Linked DNA regions of Mus musculus: region 1 is linked to region 2. The links are chromatin contacts, called in public Hi-C maps. All regions are on one chromosome and are shown on one strand. Each heading gives the region's core, a stretch centred on a gene start, on an enhancer-like site or on the middle of the called end of the contact. The rest is flanking DNA. Distances are from core to core; before and after follow the strand shown. Region 1 overlaps Rrp15 (ribosomal RNA processing 15 homolog (S. cerevisiae)). Region 2 has its middle 32 kb from the start of Gm35426.

The links. A called contact is a pair of places that touch in the nucleus more often than the background predicts.
Region 1: a Hi-C map of muscle stem cells shows a contact between it and region 2, with 3 times the contacts expected there. The contact joins two enhancer-like sites. A contact is called at or near these places in 24 of 39 promoter capture datasets (the 3T3-L1 cell line, 3T3-L1-derived adipocytes, the C10 cell line and 15 more), 4 of 15 datasets of contacts at CTCF or cohesin (embryonic stem cells and pro-B cells), 114 of 484 Hi-C or Micro-C datasets (the 4T1 cell line, the AML12 cell line, the AtT-20 cell line and 58 more), 13 of 115 datasets of contacts at active chromatin or transcription factors (acute myeloid leukemia, bone marrow-derived dendritic cells, embryonic fibroblasts and 3 more) and 1 of 9 other capture datasets (embryonic stem cells).

The regions. Positions count from the first base shown.
Region 1 is chr1:186,719,780-186,725,310 of GRCm38.p6, forward strand. Rrp15 (ribosomal RNA processing 15 homolog (S. cerevisiae)) reads right to left here. Exons shown (of 5, transcript NM_026041.2): 5 at 1,307-1,767. The coding sequence ends at 1,624. Among named protein-coding and RNA genes, the nearest start is that of Tgfb2, 17 kb to the left of the region's middle. Within about 2 kb of position 2,677, at least 33 of the 459 cell types and tissues checked have an H3K27ac peak or open chromatin away from gene starts, as enhancers often do. A contact at or near this core is called in muscle stem cells and pancreatic cancer cells, where this site is marked.
Region 2 is chr1:186,451,953-186,457,471 of GRCm38.p6, forward strand. No RefSeq gene overlaps it. Among named protein-coding and RNA genes, the nearest start is that of Gm35426, 32 kb to the right of the region's middle. Within about 2 kb of position 2,624, at least 31 of the 459 cell types and tissues checked have an H3K27ac peak or open chromatin away from gene starts, as enhancers often do. A contact at or near this core is called in muscle stem cells and pancreatic cancer cells, where this site is marked.

The DNA of each region.
Region 1 (5,531 bases), core at 1,427-3,926, 270 kb after region 2:
GAAGGATGGCTCAACAGTTAAGAGCACTGGCTGTTCTTCCAGAGCTCAGATTCCATTTCTAGCACCCACATGGAGGCTCACAGATTCTCTGATTCTCTATCGGGCAACTGACGCCCTCTTCTGGCCTCCACAGGTACTGAATGGCCACGGTGCATACACAGAGGTAGGCCATTTACTACACCCATCTCCCGCACACTCAGTAGCTGGCTGTGGCGGTGCACACCTGTTTGCGAAGCTGAAGCTGGATGATGGAGATTTCCAAGACTACCCTGGTATCTCACAAGTCCGACTCAAGAGTTAGACAGACGTGCTCCTCAGCATCCCCCTCGCACATACAGGTTCTGTTTCAGTATTTTACAACCAAGGCACAGGGACTCTAAAACCTATAAGACATGTTCACATGACAAAGTTACGTCATGAGCTCTCTTACAAGTGGCACTGTGGTCCAGGGGCAACTTGATTCTATGATGGAATAAAATCCCTTCTGAAAGAAGAAATTTGTGAACATTCTCTTCCTTGTGTATGCTTTGAAAACTGGGCTCAACTTCCTGAAGTTAACTGAAGGGCTAGAGAAGTCAGCTCTGCTTCCAGGACAACCTGTTCATCACAGGCAGCTGTGCATGCCCTTTTGTTATCCACGCGGGCTTCAGAAGCTGCAAAGACGCTGTGTGCTGCATTAACCTCCGCTCAGCAATGTCCCATTACTTAGCATCCCTGGATCACTACCGAGAAAGCTTGCTCACAGTTATTTAGATTAAAATGACAAAACCACCAGCCACACAATTTAATATGGCACTTACGTTCCCGAGTGAGATGAAGACACAGACACACACGCACCTTACGGCTTTCCTATAATAAGCATTCAGCACCATGCTACGAGCTTCACTCTGACAGGGGCCCCGTAGTCATGGAACATTTATAGCCCTTGATTTGGCCTGAAAACATAAACCTCCTGCTCCAACCCAGGGGCAGGGTTGGGCCTCAGTGTAGAGCAGATCCAAGTGTGTGCCATGGGTGGTCGCAGGGCTCCCTTCATGGAAAGATGGAGAGAGACGGGTCCTTCTCATGAGAGCGCGTCACGCTCAATACCTACTTCCCTTACAGACTTGGTAACTGGAGCCAAGTTTCACAGAAATAGTGGAGGAAATCACACAGCTTCACTGGTTTTCTAGAACTAAAATAGAAAAGATAACAATTTGAAATTTTATGTACCTTTTTCTTAAAGGCTTAGCCACACAAACCAACGGCACCAATCACCCACCCTCCGTGACAGACAGATCTATGGATCTGAGCAGGGAAGCAGAGATTTCATATCAAATTCACTTTAATTATAAATGGGACCGCACTTTAGAAACCCTGATGGATGATGGGCATGTGTCCACAGCAAAGGATCCTAGAAAATTGCAGTTTACTGCTCAAGAAAAAAAATATTTCTCTGTACAAATATTTTAGAAAAACAGGTTAAATTTCTGTAAGAATTAAAAATACAGCTTTAATACAGTCTGCACCTGAGGAACCCTAGAGCACAGGTTCTCAGGAAGTCCTAGCATTTGGCAGATGGCCATGCGCAGGCTCCCAACCGTCGGGTCATTTGCAGCGGAGCTGGATGCTCCCGTCTGCCGCTCAACGGCTGGCTGCGGCCTCTGCCCTGCCACCAGCAGGCTCCTCGCCCTCGCTCTCCTTGTCCCAGTCCTTCATGCTGGCTCCCATCATGAAATCATCTCGCAGAATCTTCCACCCTGGGCTCTCTTCTGATTTCACTTCAGTCTAAGAAAAATCACAGAACCAAAACATTCACAAATCAATTTAACCATAAAGAAAATTTAAAAATTATATACTTCAAAACAAACTTTTCAATATGTACTTTGAAATGAGATAAAACCAAAATAATATAAAATTGATTTTATATTCTGTGCTCATGTATATACAAATACAGAGTAAAGAAAAAATTTCAATTCTACCAATGAAACATAAAAGCAAAATAATTTAGAGTTGGGGAAAATACAGATTTGGCATCACTTTTAAAAATATTTGGACAACATTAATTAACCTTTGGTGGTACCTTATTAGAAAATCCTTGGCAGTGACTTTAATGGAGCCTAAAGTTTAACCCCAAGCGCACTGAAGCGAGAAGCTAACTGGCACTGTGCAGCTGCTTGAGACAGTGCCTCTTCCAGAGTCTGTAGCAGCGCGGACATACAAGGTCTCACTGCCTGACACAGTCACGGAGTCGGGAACTAATAAAGCCCAGGAGTTAGAAGTAACTGAAGCAAGCAACAAACTCAGGAGACAAGTCATTCCACGCAGCCACGGGGTAAGACCTGGAGCTAAGGACACACGCCTTCCTTTGTGGAACAACAGCACCACCGTGTGGCAGTCGTGTGTACTGCAACACTGACGTGACCAAAACCAAGTCCTGTTCTCACAACCACAGGTAGTCTGCAAATCTATCCCATCTGGGGGCTGTGTCTATGTAGCAAGCATTTTTTAAAAAGACACCAAAATGTCCGCAAGGTTTCACAAGCTAATTACATAACTGTGCTACAGCTTGTTTATTTTTTAGGAACCTATTTATGTATTAAGAGGAAAAATGGACCGCTTCTGCCTTTGTGGGATAAAAAACTAAATCACAGCTTGCACCCAGAACAGCCGGGAGCCAGGGAGGCAGACAACTGCATAGACTGGGAGCTGACTTAGTAGTTCACGTATCGACACCGGCTGCAGTGGAACCAGCACTGGGGACTAGAAACACTCGTGTGGTGTGAGACCACGACAGTGGAATGCTTGTCAGGTGAGTGGCCGGGCCCTGTTCCCCACTGACTGCTGGACTCTCTGGAGCGGAAGCTCCACAGCTATTCCAGGTTTTCTGACTCAACCCCATGCTCTTGCTGGCACTCAGGACCAACAATTACAGCAGGCTGGCCAACTTAACTGCTCAAAGCTTTTGATTAAAGTAGTAATTTGAAATAGGGTCTCATACTGCAAACCATGTTAGACTACGACTCATTACTGTATGTTGCCCAAGCTGGACTTCAACGCGCAGCAATTCTGCCTTAGCCTCCTGAGTGCTGGGATTATAAAAATGAGCCATCATGACCTGGTTTCAATTCAGTTTTTTTTGGTTTGGGTTTTAAATTTATCAACAATACAATTTAGAATTATAAAAGGCAGTGAAACAAGATTGCTCAGTCTTTGAGAATCAGGAACAATAAATAGATTGGTACTCCAGATAGTCTGAGGGCTTTCGAAATTATGACAGTTTAAGCATACTTCATAGTCTGTAATTTGAATAGCTAAAATTCTTGTTTAAATAAAATACAGCAGGTTTGGCCTAATGGACTAGGCAAGGAACTCTCAGCCTGGAATTCAGGTTCACTTTGGTTTTAAAGCACCCATTAGACATCAAGGATGGCCAACCTGGAGTGAAGCTGAGGAGAAGGGAGGCAGGTGAGAAGGTAAAACTGAGACAATCACACAGGAAAACAGACAGACAATAGAAGACAGTGTGAAGTAGAACCCGTTCAGGAGGCTCCTTAACTGCAGTGCAGAAGAGACAGCCAAGGGAGAAGAAAGTCTCCAGGCTCAGCGTGAAGGAAAGTTCCAGAACAACCTCATGCCAGGCCTATGGAATGCAGTACAGCAGTGACTTCACAGGGCACAAGCAGGCAGAAGATCCCATCACCAAGCCACAACCTTCCTGCCAGCACTGACACAACCAGTAAGAGTGAATGGAGACACGGTACAAGAACCAGGACACTCGGGTGCTAGCTAATATGGGAGCAACCTCGGATGGCACAGCAATGCATTTAAATAGCAGAATGGTCACAGGGACACCCTGAGGGGCGATGGATCCCCGCAGAGAATGGAGGCTTCTATAAAGAATACCTCAGTAGGAATATAGGAAAGTGTGGAGACCCTGGCTTATACGCTGCTCAGTGGCAAAGAGCACCAAACCCTAGCTTTGTACTAAAATAAGTGAGTCTGGGGTGAAATGTGACTTCCAAGACTACATGAGTGCAAAGAGACCTTACAAGGCAGGACAGCAAAACAAGAGACAAACAAAACCAGATGGCTACACTGTCATTTACAGTCCCAGATTCCCTCTAAGTTTCTCAAGAGCATCTGTCAAGGAGCCCTGCTGGTCCTATTACTTACATTTTATCATGATGACCCTGCCTGCCTGTTGTGGCTGTCTTTGCTGTATTACTGAGTCGGTGTGTGCTGGCTAGACCCTCTGCAGCACCACATTTCTGACTCTCTGAGTGCCTGCCAGGTGGGAATATCACTCCATATGACGAAAGGGAACGAGGGCTCAGGACATGAAGCCTTTGTTCAAGCATTCATGAGCAAGTCAGCCCTGAAGCACAGGCCAAAATCCACATCTCTTACACACGCTGCTCTACTACCTGTTACCTCCCATCAACAACCCAGCAGAACTAACGCTAAAATACACAGAAAATGGTGTACAATTGTCTCCTGTATTCCATGCCGGCTTCAAACTTAACTGTGAAACAAGACTGGGCCAGACCTTCTGATCTATCTTCCTGCTTCTACCACTGCCTGTGGGTTACAGGCACGAACTGCAGCAGCACACATGGTTCACACCGTGCTGAGGCTAAGCCCCAGGCATTTGTGCATGCTGGTCAAGTACTCTGCAGGCTAAGCTACATCCCTTAGACCTAACTTCCACAGAAGTCCTAAACTAAGCAGATTACACTGTTCTTCTGCAAGTCGATCTACTGGATTGCTTCATAAGCAATCTTACCACCGAGCATACGGCTTAGAGCATCCACAATGAAGATAAACCAGATAATCACAAGTTAATACAACAACCCCAGGCACAGGGATATTGGAGGTCTAACCTACAGCACTGCATCCCCACCTGCTGTCCAGACCATGTCAGGCCGTGATGTGAGGCTGTACTGATTAGATGGCCTACAGCAACGTGTCTCTAAACCCTTCATGCTTACACTAACTGAAAAGGAAAACGGAGTAGGGTCGGTCAAATGGCTCAGTACTAACCATGCGAGCAGAAGGACCTGAGTCCCAGCCTATGGTCTTAGCGCTGCAAGGGAAAGACAAGAGGACCCCGCTGTCTGCTAGAGAGGAAAGCATTCCTCATCCATCTCTAGCTTACACACACATGTAGGCTAGAGCATTGTACACACACATGTGTCTGTGCACAAGAGCAGCAAATAACACTACATGATGCAAGGTATCCCCAGTGGCCTGCTCTTAGACAGATATTCAATCAAGATCATGCAGATGCAATCGGTGTACATTTTGAAGATGAAGACAGCTCTTAGAGTGCTAACCATTTAAGTTCAGACACATTGGTGTCTAAGGAATGCTAAGGATGAAGACCTGAAGTTATTAATTCAACAGCAAATAATTAAACAGTTTGCTCTCACTCGATTTTGAAGGAAGAAAAGTCAAACCCTAAAAGAATGGCCACATCTTAGGCTTAGCAGTGATCAATGTGTTTATCTCAATTGATTTGTCTAATAACACTGAGTTTTACTTTAATTTTA
Region 2 (5,519 bases), core at 1,374-3,873:
CAGGCATGGGGAAATGGAGTAGAAGTGATATTGGTTCATGTATTTGTCTACATGTAAATTTGGATCTCTAAATTGAAGACAGACTTCCAATTAGACAGAGAGAAACATCAAAAGTTAAAATCAGAACAAAAAGAAGAAAGAAAGAACAGTCAAGGTTTGGGGCTTTAAAGATAGAGGCTAAAACTCTGACCGATTCGGAAGAATGATACTTTTACAGAATTAAAAGAGAAATCTTAAAAACTTTAAACTCCAAAACAAGAGTAAATCTTTTGATCTTTATTTAAATGAGGATCATTTCTGCAAGTTTGGTTCTGGCTCTTCATCTCCAGTGTCTGGCATCTTCTGGCTTGAGCAAAAGAGGCAGCTCTTCTGCAGACAGGCCAGTCTACACATTACCACAAACTAGTAAAATCTCCTTAAATCGGTGAAAATATAAGCTTGCTTTGGGGACGAATTTAGTGTGGAAAATTCTCCCTAAGCCTCAGAAGTGGCAGTAAGCCCCCTTCAGCTTCAGATTTATACTTTATTTCTGGGCAAATGCATGCATTTCCCATCAGAAAGATTTGGCTAATTCTTTCGTCTGTTCCTTATACATCACCTCCCTCACAGCCTCTTTGGAAGATCGCTGACTTCAGAAACCCAAGAGCCTAACTCAGGCACCAATAACACTCAGTTCAAAGGAGGGTAGCATTCAAACGGACCTGGAATGAATGAGGAGTGATGAGATTTTCATAGGTAGGCAGGCATGTTTCTCTCAGTAACCCTGACAGAGTTCTAGACCAAACAATACACAGTAGAGTTTACATTCTAAATCAGTTTCTCAGTCTCTACACCAGTTGATATTTTAAACCAGGTAAGTTTTTGTTATGAAGGATAGTCTTTGTATAATAGAACATTTAACAACACTGTGGTAGCCTCTATTCCTACCACTGTTAGGTATTCCAACAAGACTCACCTCTGGGCATTGAGAAATGCCTTTTGGTGGCCCTGACAATGATCCTATTTGAGAAATACTGGTCCAAACAGAGTGAGTGATAATGATATCTAGGAATCAGAATACTGGGACACTATCCTTATCAAAATGAAAGCATTGTATGTGTGTGTATCTGTCTGTCTGCCTCTCTCTGTGTCTCTGTGTCTCTGTCTGTCTGTCTGTCTGTCTGTCTGTCTCTCTCTCTCTCTCTCTCTATATATATATATATATATATATGTGTGTGTGTGTGTGTGTGTGTGTGTGTGTGTGTTGTGGGAGTGGGGGTGTAACAGTAGTAGTAGCAGTAGTTTAGAAATCTGTACAATGTATTTTAATATCTACACTCCCTCCTCCCAACTTCTCCTAGAGACACACCCTCTTCCCGTTTTTTAGTCTCATCAAGGCCAATGTATATAGCCTAAATATTCTTGGATGGGTGGTCTTCCACTGGAATATGGTCAATTTTTCAGAGACTATACTCTTAAGTTAACAATTGACAGTAGTCCCTCAGGCAGCGGGTGGAAGATTTTCCTACCCCCTCCCACTTTCATATGTAGATTTGGTAATCTATTTTAATAACATCACTGGATTGTAATGAACCCACCAGTGAAAATATCATACAACTAGATTAAGATAGTCATCCAAGCAAAAACTTGCCCAGTCCCAAACTGTGTATCTCGGTGAACTTCTGTCCAGGTAGAATGGCCGTTCTGAAGCCATGGGCTTCACTCAGGGTTTTACACTTTTCATGATGCATTGCATTGTAAAGCATTTGCTACCCAAACAAACAACAACAACAAAACCTGTGACAGTTTAAATCAGTAGAACAATTAGGCTTATATCCTCATCCAGGACTCGTGCCCTGTGCCTACACTCTATCCTTCCTCACCACCTATATTCGTGTCGTCCCACACCCATACTTATAGCTCTTTGTATATGCTCATGAACATATTATAAGCTAGGATCCACACAGGAGAGAGAACATGCAGTTGCTGCTGTCAGTTTCTCTAAGTTCAGGTTGCCTCATCGAATGCCTATTTCTGAGTGGGATTATGTAAACTATCTTGGATGGGTAGCTTTTACTGTCAACTTGGCACAACCTAGGATCACCTGGGAAGGAAACTCAATGAGGGATTGTCTATATCAGCTCGGCCTATAAGTATATCTTGACAGCTTGTCTTAAGTTAATCAAGAAAGAAAGACTCATCCCACTGTGGGTAGCACTACTCCCTAGCAGAGGGATCCTAAATTGTATAAGGGGAAAGAATTCAAGCCAAGAACTCGCAAGCAAGTGGGCATGCATGTATTCCTCTCTCTCTCCCTCCCTCTCCCTCTCTCTCTCTCTCTCTCTCTCTCTATCTCTCTCTCTCCTCTTCCTCTCTCCTCCCCTCACCCCCTCTGCTCTTGACTGTGGGTATAGTATGACTATAGCTGTTTCAAGCCTCTGGTGCCTTGACTTTCCTCCTATGATGGACTATAACCTGGAACAGTAAGCTAAAACGAACTCCACACACACACACACACACACACACACACACACACACACACACACCCCAAGCTGCTTTTTCTCAGGCTGCTTTATCAGAGTCACAGAAGTGAAACTCGAGCTCTGCTTAAGCCATTTGGCTCAGTCGATTGCAAGCCCGTGGTTACAGATTTTCTCATTAAAATAACCCCCAACACTGCCAAATACATCAAACACAGTCTTAAATTTCCTTTCTGCAACAACCTGATAGAACCAACATGCAGGTGACATAATATTAGGAAATAAAGTCAACTAAATATCATCAAAGCATCAAATCACCTTAGTCCAATTTTTCTTCACCAAAGACATGCTTTTGATCACTTAATTATGTTTTTCTAAAGTTAGCTGGACTCAGAGAGTTGCTGACCATCACCCTTAGATCTAGATACAACTCACTACTTCTGAGAACATCTGACCAGAGAACAGATGACTCAGTGCCAACACATTCCCACTGTAGGAAGAGCCTAGTTGACTGGAGGTGAGTCACTGGGAATAGACTCAAAGAGGGAGAAGAAAATCTATATCTAAAAATAAAAAGAAAAGAAAAGAAAAGAAAATCTATGTCTTCCAAAGGCATGCAATGCTTTCTTCAATTATTCTATCAGTCAAAAGCTACATTTTACAGAGACATAGGAATGGAGTTCTACAACCATTCCATGTACAAACATATCCACAGATTATCGAACCTTCTAGAAGAATAACAGTGAGAAAGAATAGGTCTCTAACAAAGAGACGTTTTTCTGGGAAAAGGTGAAGCAGAGTCGCAAGGGGAGGGGGTGCCATCACTTACATGTTTGACACTCAGAGGCTGCACTAAAGAAAACATTTCTGGCATATTTTTAAACTTATTATGGCAAGTGGACCCTGCTGGGTCACATGGATAAGCTTGCAATCCAATAGGAGTCAGAAATGCAGACAAAAAATACCCTGGGAAAGTTCCTCTGCTCATGGTAGAAGAGAACTCTGAGCGTTGCCCTCTCCAGCCTATAATTAAGATGAAAGGCATGTTTCCCTCCAATTTGCCATCCAGTGGCATGGTGAACATTCCATCCTGGCTGCCGCGGCCCAATTCCTCTAATACAACACATTTTTTTTAAGGGAAGAAAAGGGGCGGCTGCGGAGGTGGGGGTAGTTGGTAAAATACACATTTCTACTCCTGTAAGTGTTTCATAGGATGATCTATTTCAGTTTCAACTATTTTTAACTCAGTTAAAAGAAAATATTTTTGAATTGCTCATTTCTTACAGGAACTGAAACATAAGGCTGCCTGTCTTCAAGGTCTTGTTTGCTCCAGGTGTCCATTGGTTTTGTTGGTAACCGCTGCATGTGATGGGTCAGCCTCAGAAAGGTTGGATGGTAAGGTGGGGGCCCAGACACTCATGTTTCCTTCACCGTCTTGGGATATCAAAATCTGGCTGAAGATCCTTTGAGAAGACCATAAAAATTCAGACATCCCTGGATTTCATGTGAAATGATATGAGAACCGTTCTTCCCCCTTTAAGTTAGCTCCCTTTGTACCTCTCCTGAAACCAGAAAGTAGGTCTGGACTGAGAGCTTGACCTCTGTGCATGTGTGTTTCCAAAAACATATCTTACATATGTGTATGTATGAACACATAATTTGTAGAAGTATACACATATAATTTCTCAGATTTTTAGATACACATAAACTTAGCATGTATGTTTTTATTTATATCAAGAGAGAGCGAGAGCGAGAGATGGTTACATTTATGAAGCTGGTGTATTTTAATCTTCTAGAAAGGTCATCAGTGGAGTCCTAGGAACACTTTTTAAACTTCAGATTTATTCTATTATTTCATTTATGTGTACTGGTCTAGATGTATTCAGATGTGCATGAGTGCAGTGCTCACAGAGCCCACAAGAGGGCATCAGATCCCTGGAGCTGGAGTTACAGGTAGCCATGAGCTGTCTGACTTGGGTGCTGGGAACCAAACTCAAGTTATCTGAGTGCATAGCAAGTGTCCCTAACTGCTGAGCCATCTTGCCAGTCTAGGTAGCTTATTTGTTAATTAAAATAGTATTTTTATGTGTATAGGCATTCTGAATGTGTACGCCAACTGTACCTGCAGAGGTGGGAGAAGACACTGGATCGACTGAAACTGAAGTTACAGTCAGTGGTAGGCAGCCATTTGGGGACTGGGAATAGAATTTGCATCCTAAAAAAAGAGTAGTAGCCAGTTCTCTTAAGCACTGAGACATGTCTCCAGCCTAGAAAAACATTATTCAAAGGAAATTATTTCACTCATAGACCAGTATGATATGAGATATAAATTCAGTATCATTGTTCCTCTACAATTGTGGTATAGTGAGAAATCCCACAAAACAAACTATTCTATCCCCCAGAGAAAGCTTATGTTAGAAGGCTTCGAACTTATGCCTCTGAAAAAAAACAGGTTATTTCTACAGTAGCCACATTCCATCTCCACAGGGAGAACTGACATTTGGTGAATAATTAGGTAGTTTCAAATTTGCACATGAAAACCTGAACCATGATTGCTGAAGTCTCGACTTAAGTGAGAGATTTGATGCAGTGACTCCGCGAGTATTTTAATGTCACCCTTACTGAGTACATACCCACTAACACATCTTCCTGGCGTATCCAGAGCTACACATCAATAGACTGCCTAGAGCCTGCTACCCAACCAGTCCTGCTTTATTTTTCTGTGTCTGAGGGTAACAAGCTGCATCTCTTTAGACCCTGGAGCTCTCTTTGTCATCCAATCGCCTGCTGCACACAGACAGGGAATAACAAAATCAACCCTCCCACCTGCTCTGGATCACGCCACTTTGGCTCGCCCCTGAATGAGTCAGTAGTCTCCTATTCACACCCATCCGTCGTCTGGGGCTTTGTAACGAGTGTGGTTCTGTGGTCCAGCTTGGAGACCACCAGTCCCTGAACCATGAGCTGTCGGGAATTCCCAGACAGTCCTTCTGAGGATGAGTTAGTCCTGTGTACTTACTTGGGGTGTTCGTCTTTATAATTTTGACCAGTAATAGATAG